Linked DNA regions of Sus scrofa: all the other regions are linked to region 1. Evidence: chromatin contacts called from public HiChIP or PLAC-seq data. All regions are on one chromosome and are shown on one strand. The core of a region is the stretch at or near the end of the contact, and the rest is flanking DNA. Distances in the headings are between cores, read along the strand shown. Region 1 has its middle 52 kb from the start of NCOR2. Region 2 has its middle 170 kb from the start of SCARB1. Region 3 overlaps NCOR2 (nuclear receptor corepressor 2).

What was found. HiChIP or PLAC-seq counts read pairs in DNA pulled down with a chosen protein or histone mark.
Region 2: a contact with region 1 is called in an H3K27ac HiChIP or PLAC-seq map of skeletal muscle. The contact joins two enhancer-like sites. A contact is called at or near these places in 1 of 5 promoter capture datasets (liver), 2 of 47 Hi-C or Micro-C datasets (alveolar macrophages and embryonic fibroblasts) and 2 of 2 datasets of contacts at active chromatin or transcription factors (alveolar macrophages and skeletal muscle).
Region 3: a contact with region 1 is called in an H3K27ac HiChIP or PLAC-seq map of alveolar macrophages. The contact joins two enhancer-like sites. A contact is called at or near these places in 9 of 47 Hi-C or Micro-C datasets (embryonic fibroblasts, fetal heart ventricle, heart right ventricle and 4 more) and 2 of 2 datasets of contacts at active chromatin or transcription factors (alveolar macrophages and skeletal muscle).

Annotation. Positions count from the first base shown.
Region 1 is chr14:28,588,898-28,593,172 of Sscrofa11.1, reverse strand. No RefSeq gene overlaps it. Among named protein-coding and RNA genes, the nearest start is that of NCOR2, 52 kb to the left of the region's middle. Within about 2 kb of position 2,077, at least 63 of the 83 cell types and tissues checked have an H3K27ac peak or open chromatin away from gene starts, as enhancers often do. A contact at or near this core is called in alveolar macrophages, liver and skeletal muscle, where this site is marked.
Region 2 is chr14:28,465,851-28,470,125 of Sscrofa11.1, reverse strand. No RefSeq gene overlaps it. Among named protein-coding and RNA genes, the nearest start is that of SCARB1, 170 kb to the right of the region's middle. Within about 2 kb of position 1,750, at least 40 of the 83 cell types and tissues checked have an H3K27ac peak or open chromatin away from gene starts, as enhancers often do. A contact at or near this core is called in liver and skeletal muscle, where this site is marked.
Region 3 is chr14:28,665,151-28,669,425 of Sscrofa11.1, reverse strand. The region is part of intron 3 of NCOR2 (nuclear receptor corepressor 2); the gene reads right to left. Among named protein-coding and RNA genes, the nearest start is that of NCOR2, 25 kb to the right of the region's middle. Within about 2 kb of position 2,020, at least 36 of the 83 cell types and tissues checked have an H3K27ac peak or open chromatin away from gene starts, as enhancers often do. A contact at or near this core is called in alveolar macrophages, liver and skeletal muscle, where this site is marked.

The DNA of each region.
Region 1 (4,275 bases), core at 828-3,327:
ACCTTCTATGTATTATCCTTGTCAGTTCTCACAACAACCCTCTGAACTCGGAACTATTATAATCCCATTTTGCAGATGAGAAGTCTGAGGCACAGAGAGGTTAAGTAATTTGTCCAGGATCACACTGCAGTTAATGTGGCAAAAGTATGATTCCAGCCCAAGGACTTGAGTTGCAGAGTTGGCTATGAATGGCTCAGCTATCCCAGCTCACATCCCTTCCTTTTCTCTGATGGCTGTCCCCCCACCCCATCAAAAAAGAGAAAAAAAAAAAAAAAAAAAAGGCCACCCACGACGATGTACACAACAAACAATGACCTGAGACGCCCTCCCAGCTAACTCCCGGCCCGGAGAGCCCCATCTATCAAAGCAGCCGCGGGGACCCAGATCTGGTTTAAAAAGGGCAAAGTCAAGGCCACCGATAACAACTCAACAGAACTCCCCCATACAGCCCACAGGGATCCTCTCCCCTTCCCTCCTCCCTGCCTCCCTCACACATCCTTCCTCCAAATCTGCAAAAGGGAAAAAAAATAATCATAATAAAACCAGTTCTCACCAACGGGGGGGGGAGGGGGGGAGGAAGGGAGGAGGCTGAGCCGACAGAACAGATCCGCCTCCGCTGCCTGCACCAGACCCTCAGAGCGCCAGAGCGCGCGACAGGCGGCGGGAGGGCACTCGCTTCCAAAAAAATAAACCTACAATGTAAAAATAACGCCGGGCGCCCCACGCTAATTGGGCCCGGGCGACAGCAGCTCGCAGGTACAGCGTGTCTCTCCCTCCCGCCCCGCCTGGCCCTCCCTCCCTCCCTCGAGCTTTTCCCTGCAAGCGTCCAGGGTGGGGAAGGCGAGTCCAACTGGCCCCCCAACTCCTCGCAAGTCTCTGGGGCTGCTCCCCCAGCATTAGGCCGTGGGGCCTCCGGTTCCAACCCAAGTGGGATCATCTCTGAATTCCAACTTCCCAAACTAGTGGCATCCCAAGTATCCGCACAGCCCGGGGGAGGGACCAGAAGGCGGCCCAATGAGGCGTCACCAGCCGCGGGAGGCAGGCCCAGACACCAGGAACACTGGCCCACGGGGGAGGGGGAAGCAAGGGGCGCCTGTCCCCGGGGACCCCCATCCAGAGCCCTCAGGTTCCTCGCCCAGGAGCGATCACCGCCAGAAACCAGCCCCCCTCGGCTGGCGGGAACCCCACCCCCGTGTGCCTTCCACAGCAGCCAGGCCAGGGAGCTGAGGGTGCCATCTCCGGGGGCTCCGCAAACCTGCGCTGCCCTCTGGAAAATAAGGCGCAGTGTCACCCTCCAAGTGAGAAGCTGCTAGGGTAGGAAGGAAGCGCATGGCGGCATTGCCCCCAGGGCTGTAGCACACGTTGGGGGGCTGCCCTGCGCAGTTCCAGGGCGCCCCCCGCCCGCCTACCCACCCCCACGCCACTTCCCTCCTTCCCGCCCCCTCGCTAGGGAGCTGGAGTTCCCCTAAGTTCCCCGGCACCCCCACGCACGCGGGCCGCAGTGTCGATGGGGCGCCTCGCTCCCCAGCAGGCCACCCCCCGAGAGCGCCAACTCGGGAGCGCAGGGGCCCCGCCAACTCCGCCGCGTGCGCCGCCAGATCTTCCCCGATTCCCCCGGAAGCGCGCCCTGCACCTCACCTCGGCCCTCCGCGGGGACCCCGGGCCCCAACTCACCTCGCAGAGGTGGCGGCAGCAGCACCCGGCCTCGAGGTGCGCTCGGGCCGCCCGGGCGCTCAGGCAAGTGGCGGTGCCGAACGGGCTGGGGGCTCACAGCAGGCCCAGCCTCCAGCCGGGACGCGATCCTCCCGCCGCCGCCTCCTAGGGCGCCAGCCCCCGGTCCCCGGTCCGCAACTTGGCGCGCATCGCGGGGCGCAGGGCGCGGGCGCACGGACTCTGGCGGGGCGCGGGCGGACGCGGGGCTCCGGTGCGGCCGGCCTGCCCGCGGCTCCGCTCCGCGGCGGCGGCGGCGGCGGCGGCGGCGGCGGCGGCGGCGGCGGCGGCGGTGGCGGTGGCAGGGGGAGGAGGGGGCGGGGCGGGAGCCCGGGAGGCGGTGGCTCGGCCTCCCCGCTCCTGGCTCCCCGCCCGCACCGACGCGCCCCGGCCCGGCCCCCTCGGGCTCCTTAAAGGGCCCGCGTCGCCTCCCCCTGGGCCTGCGCGCACCCACTCGCGCGTGCACACGCTGCCACACAGACACACACACACTTGGGCGCCACGCCGAGTTTCTTTTTAGCAGCTCCCCGAAGGAGGAAGGAGGGAGAAAGCGCCTCCCCATCCCGCCCCCTCCTCTCCAGCCCCGGATACTTAACTGGAATCGCGTTTCAGCTATTAAATTATAACTCAGGAGTGGCCTGTGGACGGGGAGGGGGCGTGAGGGGAGGGCCACACACCAGGCCTTTAAGGGACGCACACAGATGCGCAGGGACACACAGACGGAGGAGAGTTCACTCGGAGGCTGTGGCACACAGTAGGGTGCAGAGCTCTCACGAGTGGACGTGCACACACTGGGCCTCTGCAGAGAGGAGGTCTAACCCAGGTGAACACGCTGGGAAACTCGCAACGCTCCGCAGACGTGCGCGTGGCCTGGGGCATAGACTCAGAAGACATAAGGTCACTCACAGATAAACAAACTCCAGGCAGGAATTCGCACACGGAGGCAGTCACACACACTGTAATGTCCGTTTCCAGAGGGCCCGGGTTTCTGCCTATTTGTGCTCTACCCTTTCACAGTAGGGACTCAGTGTGAACTCCCATTTGGGGACTTTCTGGGACACAAATGCACAGACTTGATGCTGCAAGCCTGTGGTCCGGCTCGCAGTGCACAAGCAGGCAGGGTCAGAGACAAGCACACATGTGGACAGTCCCCTGGCACACAGCAGGCTCTCCCAGCTCCAGCAGAAACCCCACTGGTGGCCCTGACAACTGTGTGTCCTCATTTACCCCCTCCTACCCCTCCTAGGTTGCCCTTTCAAACCCAGGGGAGATCTATTTAAACAGTAGAGGGCACTGGCAGCCCCGACCGACCCTCCCTCCTCCTCTGCTTTCCCCTAAGTAGGAGAGTTTGAATTTTTTTTTTTTTTTCAGTTCAACTTTCCTTTTTTGGAGCGACGTCTCAGCAGATTCAGTTCTGCCATCTGCCAACATCTGAGAACCCCCAGGGGGAGTGGGGAATGGCTGTGGTGGGGAGGCCGCCGTGCGGTTTCCAGGGCCCGGGGTGTGCCTCCCGCCGCCTGCCAGCATGCAGGGATTGCCTGCCTCCCTTGTCGCGAAGTGTCCCTCTTGGCCCCCACAAGGCTGCTTGTGTTCTTTTTTCTAGAGAGCATGGGGGGAAACACCTGAGACTGATGAAACCTGGAAAAAAGGGAAGTGTCTGCGGAGGGGCAAGGAGCCATTTGCAGTTTGGAACAGAAGGGAATTGATGTCCCCTCCCTTCACGTTCTGGCCCCACCAGCTCCAGGCTGCCCATGGGAATCCACAGGCAAAAAGCCAGACCTCCAGAAGGAAGGACTAGCCCTTCAGAGGGGCCTGGGGGTTGAGGAGGGAGGGTGGGAACTGGGGAGCGCTCCTCAGCCAGTCTCACCCCACCAGGCCATCTCCTCAGCCCCCGCCCCCACCCTCACCCCTTGTCACCTGAGAACACACCCCTGCACTTGCATCTCAATGAGATTTCTGCTCCGGGATTAAGCACGGGGTGGGGGGGGGGTGTAGAGTCTTAAATTCTGGGCTTCCTTTTCCCAGCTTCTGCCTCCCAAGGCTTGCCCTGGAGCTTTGACTGAGGCTGAGGGCATTGGAGGGGGGTCAGGCAGGCAGAGGGACCATCAGCATTGTAATGTCCCAGGGGTCACCTAAAACTGCCTCAGAGACTCAACGGTTCTGCTTAAGGACAGAAGCACCCAGGCCAGGAGAAGGGGCGGCATTTTTCCCAGGAGGACTTGGCCTCTTTTTTGTCTCTTCGGCTATTAATCCCATCCTCATGAGCTACAGGGAGCAACACAAGTGTATGGCCTTGGAGCTCATAAATGCCCCCCAAAAAATCCACATTACAAGTGGAGAAACGGAGGCCCTTGGAGATTAAGAACCTGACTTGCTGGTCTCACTCTGCTAGCAATTCCAAATGGGTGACATGAACCCTGGCTCTGGAGGGATGAGCTGAGCCCTGTCACCTAGCTGGGCACAGATTGCCCTCCAAACCCCATTGCTACTCTGTGCTCTGCATTATTAGCTACCAGGCTCTGAGCAGCAGCCCCAGGGATCCACATGTAACTAACAGAAACGGCA
Region 2 (4,275 bases), core at 501-3,000, 120 kb after region 1:
GCTGGCCTACACCACAGCCACAGCAACTCAGGATCCAAGCCGTGTCTGCAAAGTACACCACAGCTCAGGGCAACGCCAGATCCTTAACCCACTGAGTGAGGCCAGGGATCGAATCCACATCTTCATGGATACTAATCTGGTTTGTTACTGCTGAGCCACAACGGGAACTCCAAGGATGGGTTTTGGTGGGTGAGGGCTGGAGGCTAAGTGAGTGCCAGTCCCAGCTGAGTTGAGGGTGGGCTTGGGGGAGAGTTCATGATTAGAGAAAGACCTGGGAGGTCCCTAGGTCTCTAGACTCAACATTTATCTGCAGAAAGGAAAACAAGTAGCTTCTGGAGAGGGGGCGGTGGGGGGGGGCTCCCTGAGAAAAGACCTCACCTGCCCCCCCCAGTCTGTCCCCACCCTGGAATGCAAGATGTCATGGGGAGACCCCCTGGGGTGGCAGTTCAACTCCAAAGCTGCCTTCCTGCCCAACCCCTCCTCCCCCCATATATCAGAGGCTTCCCCCAAAGTGCCTGTCACTCCCAAATCAACAGCCACCCAAACGTCCTACCTGGATACGCTGTACCCTGAACTTGACTCTGGGAAGCCCTGTTCTCCGAAAATAAGCATATTCCCAAGATAGCTCAAAGCAAAGCGGGAGCAGTAAAGCAGAGGGGGACAACGGTTATCAGCATTTGCCCTCTGGTCGGACACATTTCCACCCCTCTGAACCCCCACCCCCACCCCAGATCCACACGGAAAGAATCCCAGGGGCAGCTGGGCTGATGCAGGCTGAGTTTCTGAAATGTTTTTGGATCTCCCTTTGTCTAGTGGGTCGACAAAGACAGTGGGAGAGTTATGAACCCTGAAGGGTCAAAAGATGTGGCGTGCCCTGAGGTGGCCAGATAAGGGCAGATTATTCTGAAATCTTGTTCTGCCTGTATTTCACACAAACGGGGAGGTTCTGGGCAACTGGGGGCTGGGTGCCAAGCCCCCAGGTTAGGTAACCGCTCCTTGTCCCCACTCTGCACACAAGCACAGGGCAATCACTTCGCCTGCATTCCCTTGAAAGTCTCGGATTGCAAAAATGTTATTGCAAATCTGGTCTCTGACCTGCAGAGATACAGCAGTTGAGCCACACATGGGCCCCGGAAACGGGGCCTCTCAGAAGAACGCCAGTTTGCATTTCTGAAGCCAAACCAAACACGGGGCTGGAAAACGTTTTCGTATTATCTCATGCCCTCACTATGGAACAATCACTCCATTGAAAAGCCATGAGCCCGCCCAAGTTTTAAATTAAACCTCTCGAGTTTTCCCTCTGAGAGCAGATAAAATCCTTCCAGCTTATGTTTTGAGGAAAGAATTTGGTTTGTGTGTCAGTGTGTGTGTGCCTGTGTGTGTGTGTGTGTGTGTGTGTGTGTGTGTATTTCCCCTAAAACTCATTTTCTTTTGTTGGATTCCTTGAAGCTCTGTTTAAATATTTTACTTGAGGAAATAACTACGTTTGATGAATGTCGAAATACCCTTCCAGGAGCAAGTCCTCCATGCTGCCTGGATTCCAGTAAGAAGCTCATTCTGAAAGAAGAGGTGAGGCCCCTTTGCAAGGAGTAAGCCCCCCAGAGTGGCCTTGAAGAGCTTTGCTGACATTGTTACAAGAGGTATTTTTTCTCCACCCATCTATTTATTTGTTGGACGTCAACCACAGGCTCTGAAAATCCACTGTGTGTAAAAGCACAAGCGGCAATGCTGGAGTGGAGATAAAGAGAGAGAGGGTTTTGTTCCTTGGCTGGGGCCAGAAGAGGCCCAAGTTCTGCGGCTGACCCCGCCCTGAACAGCCGTGCGACGCTGGCCAATTCCTTCCACTTGCGGCCGCTTAGATGCCTCACCCCCAAAAGGAAGGATAATCTCAGAAGCTCCTTTTGTGACACTGCCAATTGCAAAGGCTCATATGCTATGGTTCAGTCATTCAACAAGCAGTTGCTACGGGCCATTCTGTTCCAGGCATCAGGGAGGCAGCCGGGAACAAGACCGACAACATCCCTGCCCCTCATGGAGCTGATGTTTCTCTCTTTGAGACTCTGGGATTCGTTTCTGATTGCATTTGGGAAGCTACCCAGGGCTTTGCGTGGTACCTGGTACATAGGATCAGTATTTCTCTTTCTCTGTGTTGTAAAGGAAAGGTGAGTCGCCCAGCACACTGGGAGGGAAGGGCCCAGTGATGGTGTGTGGAGGGCAGGGTTAGCGGCGAGTCTGAGTCTGGAGATTGCAGCCACTCTGGCGAGATCTCAGAGGCCCCACAAAGGACCCTCAGCTCAGCAGAGACGATGCCGACCACACCAACCTGACGACAGCGAGCCAGAAGGCCAGGATCCCCCACGCGGCACAGGACTTCTGCACCCAGTCACGAAAACCCAGCTTCAAAGTCAAGGGCACAGCCTGACGACTTGGTAGAGGGACCTATCCTGCCGACAGATTAGGGTAGTTGACACACAAATCCAGATGTTTGGGGCAGGGGCCTCTGCTTTTCAAGTCACGCTCGTCTCCTCTTTTATGAATCCATGTGGCCTCTGACGGCATCTGAGTTTTCGGTCCCTTCTCTGAGTGGAGCTTCAGGGGTTCCAATGAAGATATGGATGGCATTTCAAGTGAAAGGAGGCTTTCTCCATCCCACTTGGTGCAGGCATGGGATGGGGTGGAACAAGCTCAGATTTAGGAACCAGATAATCAGGGGTTCAAATCCTGGCTCTGCTACTCGTTAGCTGTATGATCTTGGGAACCTCCGTTTTCTCATTTTAAACATGGGAAGATGGGAGTTCCCTGGTGACACAGCAGGTAAAGGATCCAGCCTTGCCACTGATGTGGCTCTGGTTGCTGTTATGGCGTGGGTTCACCCTTGGCCCAGGAACTTCTGCAAGCTGCAGGTGTGGCCAAAAACAAGTTGGGGGGGAGGTGTGTCCTACCAAGCTGTTGCAAGGAATGGGCGAACATAAAATGTCCACTATGCACCAGGCACAGTCAGGGGCCAGGTACACAAAGGACCAGACAAGGGGTTGAAACCCCAAACCTATAGAGATCAGATAGGTAATGTAAAGGAGTAAAATGGATCAGAGGTAGGGTGCAATAGAGACTGGTGGGGAGTGGGGAAAAGTGAACAAGAGCACCTGCCTTGTATAAAGGCCAATTCTAGCCAGTTGTCATCACATCAGAATATAGGACCCAAGGTTACTGAGTCTTCTGATTTTTTATAAATAAAGGCCACAAATCCAGATTTTTTTTTTTTTTTTTGGTCTTTTTGTCTTTTTAGGGCCACACCTGCGGCATATGGAGGTTCTCAGGCTAGGAGTCTAATCGGAGCTGTAGCTGCCAGCCTATGCCACAGCCACAGCAGCGCAGGATCTGAGCCACATCTGCGACCTACACCACAGCACATGGCAACACCGGATCCTTAACCCACTGAGTGAGGCCAGGGATCAAACCCACAACGTCATGGTTCCCAATTGGATTCGTTTCCACTGTGTCAGGACAGGAACTCCAAATTCAGATTTTTAATGTGAAATCTCTTAAATTTAAAATGATGCCAGTTAATACATTGAAAATGATAAAACTCCATGCAAGGGCAACTAAATACACTAAATCCCATGGGTCAGAAACCTGGGATTCCTGCTCTTACTGCCTAGGTAGCCTAGGAATGGGCGAAGCTGGATACGAAGAGAGCATTTCACAGTTCTGGATTTACCATTTGTGGTCACGTCTATAAAGGGGAAGCGCTGAGAGCTAGGAGAGTAGATTCCAGGGAGAAAGGGGAAGGGATGCTTCTGCTGAGGCCTGAGCTTGAGCAGGTGAAGGGAGCAGGCAGGAGGCAGGAAAGGGCAGGCCTGGGGGAGGGAACAGCATCGGTGAAGGCATAGTAGCAGGACTTTAATATGCCCCTCTAGGGATCTGAAAGTGTCCAGCCTGGCACAGATCTCTTGCCAACACAAGGGGTGATTGTTACACCTCTCACCTGAGTGAGGAAAAAGAGGGAAGCCTGCCAAGCTTGAGAACTACCAACCACAATGCCAGGGAGTGGAGGGTGAATCAGGCCGCCCTGGAGATCCCCCCCCCATAATCTGAGTGGGGGAACCCTCCTCCAGGCTTCTCTGGGTCTAATCTCATCACGACACCCCATGTCTTAGCTCCCAGGCCCTGCCCCAACACCCCCTCTCCTGAAGGAGGGAACTGGGACACACTTTGGATCCTTTGCGACTGCGTGCTGTTTGGGGCACCTGGGGCGAGGCCTGGCACATGCTGGGA
Region 3 (4,275 bases), core at 771-3,270, 76 kb before region 1:
ACTACTCAACAAGGAGAAGGGTCACCTTCAGCTAAGGGGCACCCAGTCCTGCCACAGCCTCCACGTTCTAGCCTCTTTGCAGATGAGATGACTGAGCCTGCATGTTAGCAGAGACAACCGGGAAAAGGTACGACCTGTACGTCTGCTACAGGCGCAAGTGACACAGCAAGACATGGGGAACCATGCCAGGGGACTGTGGACAAGGCGACACGAGGCTCAAAGACCAGGTTCCAAAACAAAATGCCACTGTGGGAGTCCCCCGTCTTGCAGGAGGAGAACCCACACACTGGTGTCACATACACAGATCAAAGTCAGAAGGATAACCTTAGGCAAAACTCCCCTTTTCAGTAAAATGCTATCCAATATCCATTATCATCTGCAGACAAATTAAACACTAACGAATTAGATGTATCCTGATTTAGCAACTACATTCTGATTTGAGACACATAAAAAAAAAAAAAAAAAAAAAAAACACCCTTTCAAAGGAGAAAACAGGACAGGCTTCCCCTGTGTACCAGTCCAAATCGATTAGTCCTGTCTGCCAAGAACACTCAGTTATACTGCGGGGTGGCAATCAATTAGTGATGTCTGACAAGAGTAAGGCTTGGGAGAGCGTGGGATTGTAGGTGATTATTTTCTTCTTGGCGTCTTTCTTAATTCTCCCAATTTTCCATAAAAATCCAGTCATCTTTTTGCTGTCTGGCTTTTTTTTTTTTTTAAGCAGTTATTTCTGCAAAGAGAATTAGACGAGACCACGTAGGTGTGTTAGAATGTATGTTTCAGACCCTCCAAAACCAAAGCTTGTAAGAGGCTGGGAAGCAGGAGGATGAGTAAGCAGAATCAACAGGGATCCTGTCAAAGCCCAGAGGCTGGAAATGTCAAGGGAAGGGCCTTCCCGGGCAGCCCTGATGTGGAAGCAAGAAGATGCAAGGCCTTAGGCTAGAGGTATCTGTCCATCAGTCAAATCCCCAAGCCTCGGTTTCCCCATCATTGAAATGTATGCCCCACCTAGGCCTCTGTGCCCCTGACCACAAATCCCTCTTAACTCTCCAAAGGTGGCCCCCAAGGCGGAGGGCAGCTTCCAGAAGGCAGAGAAGGGCTCAGCTTGCGCCCTCTCCCACACCCCATGATGTCTAACACAAGGCACCCAGAGCTCACGAAGGAAGGAGGAAGGGCTGGAGAGAGGTTGCCAGGCACAGCTCTGGTGTGTGCATGCACGCACGCATGCAGGGGTGTGAGAAGGAAGCGGGCAGCTCTGCAGTCTGCAGGGAGCAAGACTCTCTCTCACACAAAAGCAAAGTGAACAAAGCGGCAGAGAAGCAGACAGCCCCATCCCTGGGGAGAGGACCTCGGGAGGACGGCACCCACCATGGCCAGTCGAAACGGGAAAAGGCACACGGCCCCCAGGAGCCCCAAGGCAGAGGTCTGAACCCTCTGGCCGTGGTTTCCCAGTGTGGGAGCCAGGCAAGATGAGCTCATGGTACAGCCCCTCCAAGGAGCATCTTAGGGGCCATTTCTGCAGCACCCACACTGACCTCTACCCCAGGGACCCCCTGGAGGGTCACAGGAAGCCAAGAACTGGGGAGACCCCAAAGGAGAAACAGACCCAGAGTGGGGTTCACTGTGGTCACAGCCTAAAGACTCCGGGCGCTCCGGCCGGAAGCATGAGAACCCTCCTAGAGTTAACAAAGCACTTCAACCCCGTCTGCTCCCTCTACATGGGCACTTGTCCCCCTGTGGTCCAGGCAGCCTCCTGGGTCTGTGACGCTTGGTCTGGGGGAGCGGGAAGTCGAGAGAATTCAGTCTACTTGAGAGCGTGTTGACAAGACCGCAGCATCCCAGTGCATGGCCAGCGTGCGTCCCCACACCCGAGAACAGGGTCACGTGCAGAAGTATCCGTTTGTGACAAAGTGGAAATGAAACAGACTGGTCCTTCCCACAGAGTCTGATAAACACTGATCTAGGGCAGGAGTCAGCAAACGAGGCCCGAGGCCAAAGCCAGGCTCAGCCCATTGCGTCAAGTGTCACTGGCACACAGCCACGGCCATTCCTGTCCGCGTTGGCTGAGCTGCTTTCGCGCTAGGACGGTGGCAGCACCGAGGAGTTGTGACAGAGACTGCGTGGTCCGGAAAGCCTGAAATATCTCCAGGGGAGATTTGCCAATCCCTCTTCTAGAGGAAAAGCCCACAGTGCACCCTGGGGGCCATTTGGAAAAGGACCTTAACAGGCAGGTTGTCATCATGCCAGCATCATCAGAATCATCATCACTGCGCTGTAACGTGCATGCGGAAGCCTCCGCACAATCAACTAGATCCTCACAGTCTTCTAACCACCCTCTCTCAACCGATGGGAAACTGAGGCACGGGGCGCTAAGGCCACTTGTTTCACAGCTAAGACATCACCGAGGCAGGATGTGAAGGAGCAATCTGGCTCCAGAGCCTGCGCTCTTAAACACCCTTCTAACACAAAGGCACAGAGAGGTTAAGTAACTTGCCGAAGGCCACACAGCAGGAAGGAACCGTGCTGGGATTCAGACCCTACATCTTTTGACCTTAACACATTCATTCAGCGTGAGGCTTGCAGGAACTCAAGGGCGCTTTGGGGGTACCAGGGAACTTGGGGGAGAAGGCAGAATTGAGCTGGGCTGTGGAGAGCTGGAAAGGACCTTAACAGGCAGGAAAGGAGACAAGGAGGGGAAGGTGTGTTGGGACCCTCAATCCTGGGAGATCTTCAGTGCCAGGGGTCTGCCAGGACCCTCAGGGAAAGATGTGGGGTCCTGATACTGTGGGGGAGGGAAGAGGAGACCATAGAGATGGAGGGAACAGGGCACAGAGAGGTTCTGCAAGTGGAGCAGGTGAGACTGAGCGAGCCTTGCATGGAGACTGGCTTGGAGTGTGCCTGAGGCCAGGGCAGGGGAAGCAGGGGCTTTCCAGGGTCTGCAAGCACAGCCGGAATTCACTCTCCATCTGCACTGGCATAAGACACCAGGCGGCCCAGAGATGACGCAGGCCAAAGCACAGGCCTGTCTCTGAGTCCAGACCCTCCTCAGTCTCCTGCCACCCACCAGGAGAAAGGAGATGACTGCCACATGCAGACACCACCCCCCAGGCACCTTGTGGACATTCGCCAGTGATGCTCAGGCCCACAAGGCTCCTAGTGCCAATGGCTGCACCCAGGGATTAAGTGAGCAGCCCAAGGCCATTCAGCAAAATGGGAGGAACAGGGGTTTAAAGCCATATCTGGAGGTCTTTCCGGCTCCTGGGAGGCCTTGCTATCAAAGCAGCTCCATGCCCAGGATGCCTGGGAAGATGCCTCCAGGGCCAGGAGGTGCCACCCTGGATAGAAGCCTATCTGGAGCGTGTGTGGGAGGGAGCTGAGTCCTGGGAAGGTCACGGATAACTGGGTCCAGGCCCCACCCCGTGATCCCAGCAGACCTCCCTCAATTATTGTTCAAGGAGCTGGGACCCTGGGATGCCCCCTGGACCATGGATGGGGCACTTGTCTTTCTGTGCCTCAACTTCCCTTTTCCTTCACCCTCTGTCTTCCAAAGACTCAGAAAAGGGGGGGAGGGGTACCTCATAAACCCTGCCCATATGGGTTGGAGGCACAGGGCTGGAATGAGAGTTGGGGAGCCTCCAGATTAGGCTGAAACACTCATCCCCCACCAGCCAAGGAACAGCGGCTCCTCTAGGTAAGCAAGTTTCCCCAAGATGTCCAGATTCTTGCCCCAATAACAAATGGGGGAATGGGGGACGGGGGAGTGCTGGGCCACCCCAGCACAAGGCAGCATGGTCAGGAAACAGGGCTCCACTGCTGTCCCCACACAGGATAAGGACGCCCCCCTACAACCTCAGAGCTGCCCAGGGCCCCCGAGTACCCCTGGCCTCAGCCTCCTACCTGGAGAAAGTGGTGACCACTTGGTCTTGCCCAGCCACGTTCTGCGTCACTGAGGACCCAGTGGGAAAAGAGTGGGAGGTGTCTGCGATCAGCCAGTGACCCCAAATGACTGGGAGAGGGCCCAGCTGGGGCAAAGGACAGGGGAGACGGCAGGACAGCAGGGTAAAATAAAGGGACTTGAGGACTAACAGGCCCGGCCTGTGGGGAAGGTATGTATGGGAGAGGGGGAGGGACTGGGCAGGAGGGGATGAGAAAGAAGAGAAACCAGAGGCATCCTCCAGAAGCCCCTGGGGGCGGCAGCCCCTCCAGGCAGCTATAGTAAGGGTGACGGTTTTGCAATTGGACACATCTGGCTGAGTTTGCCAAGCACTGTCGTAA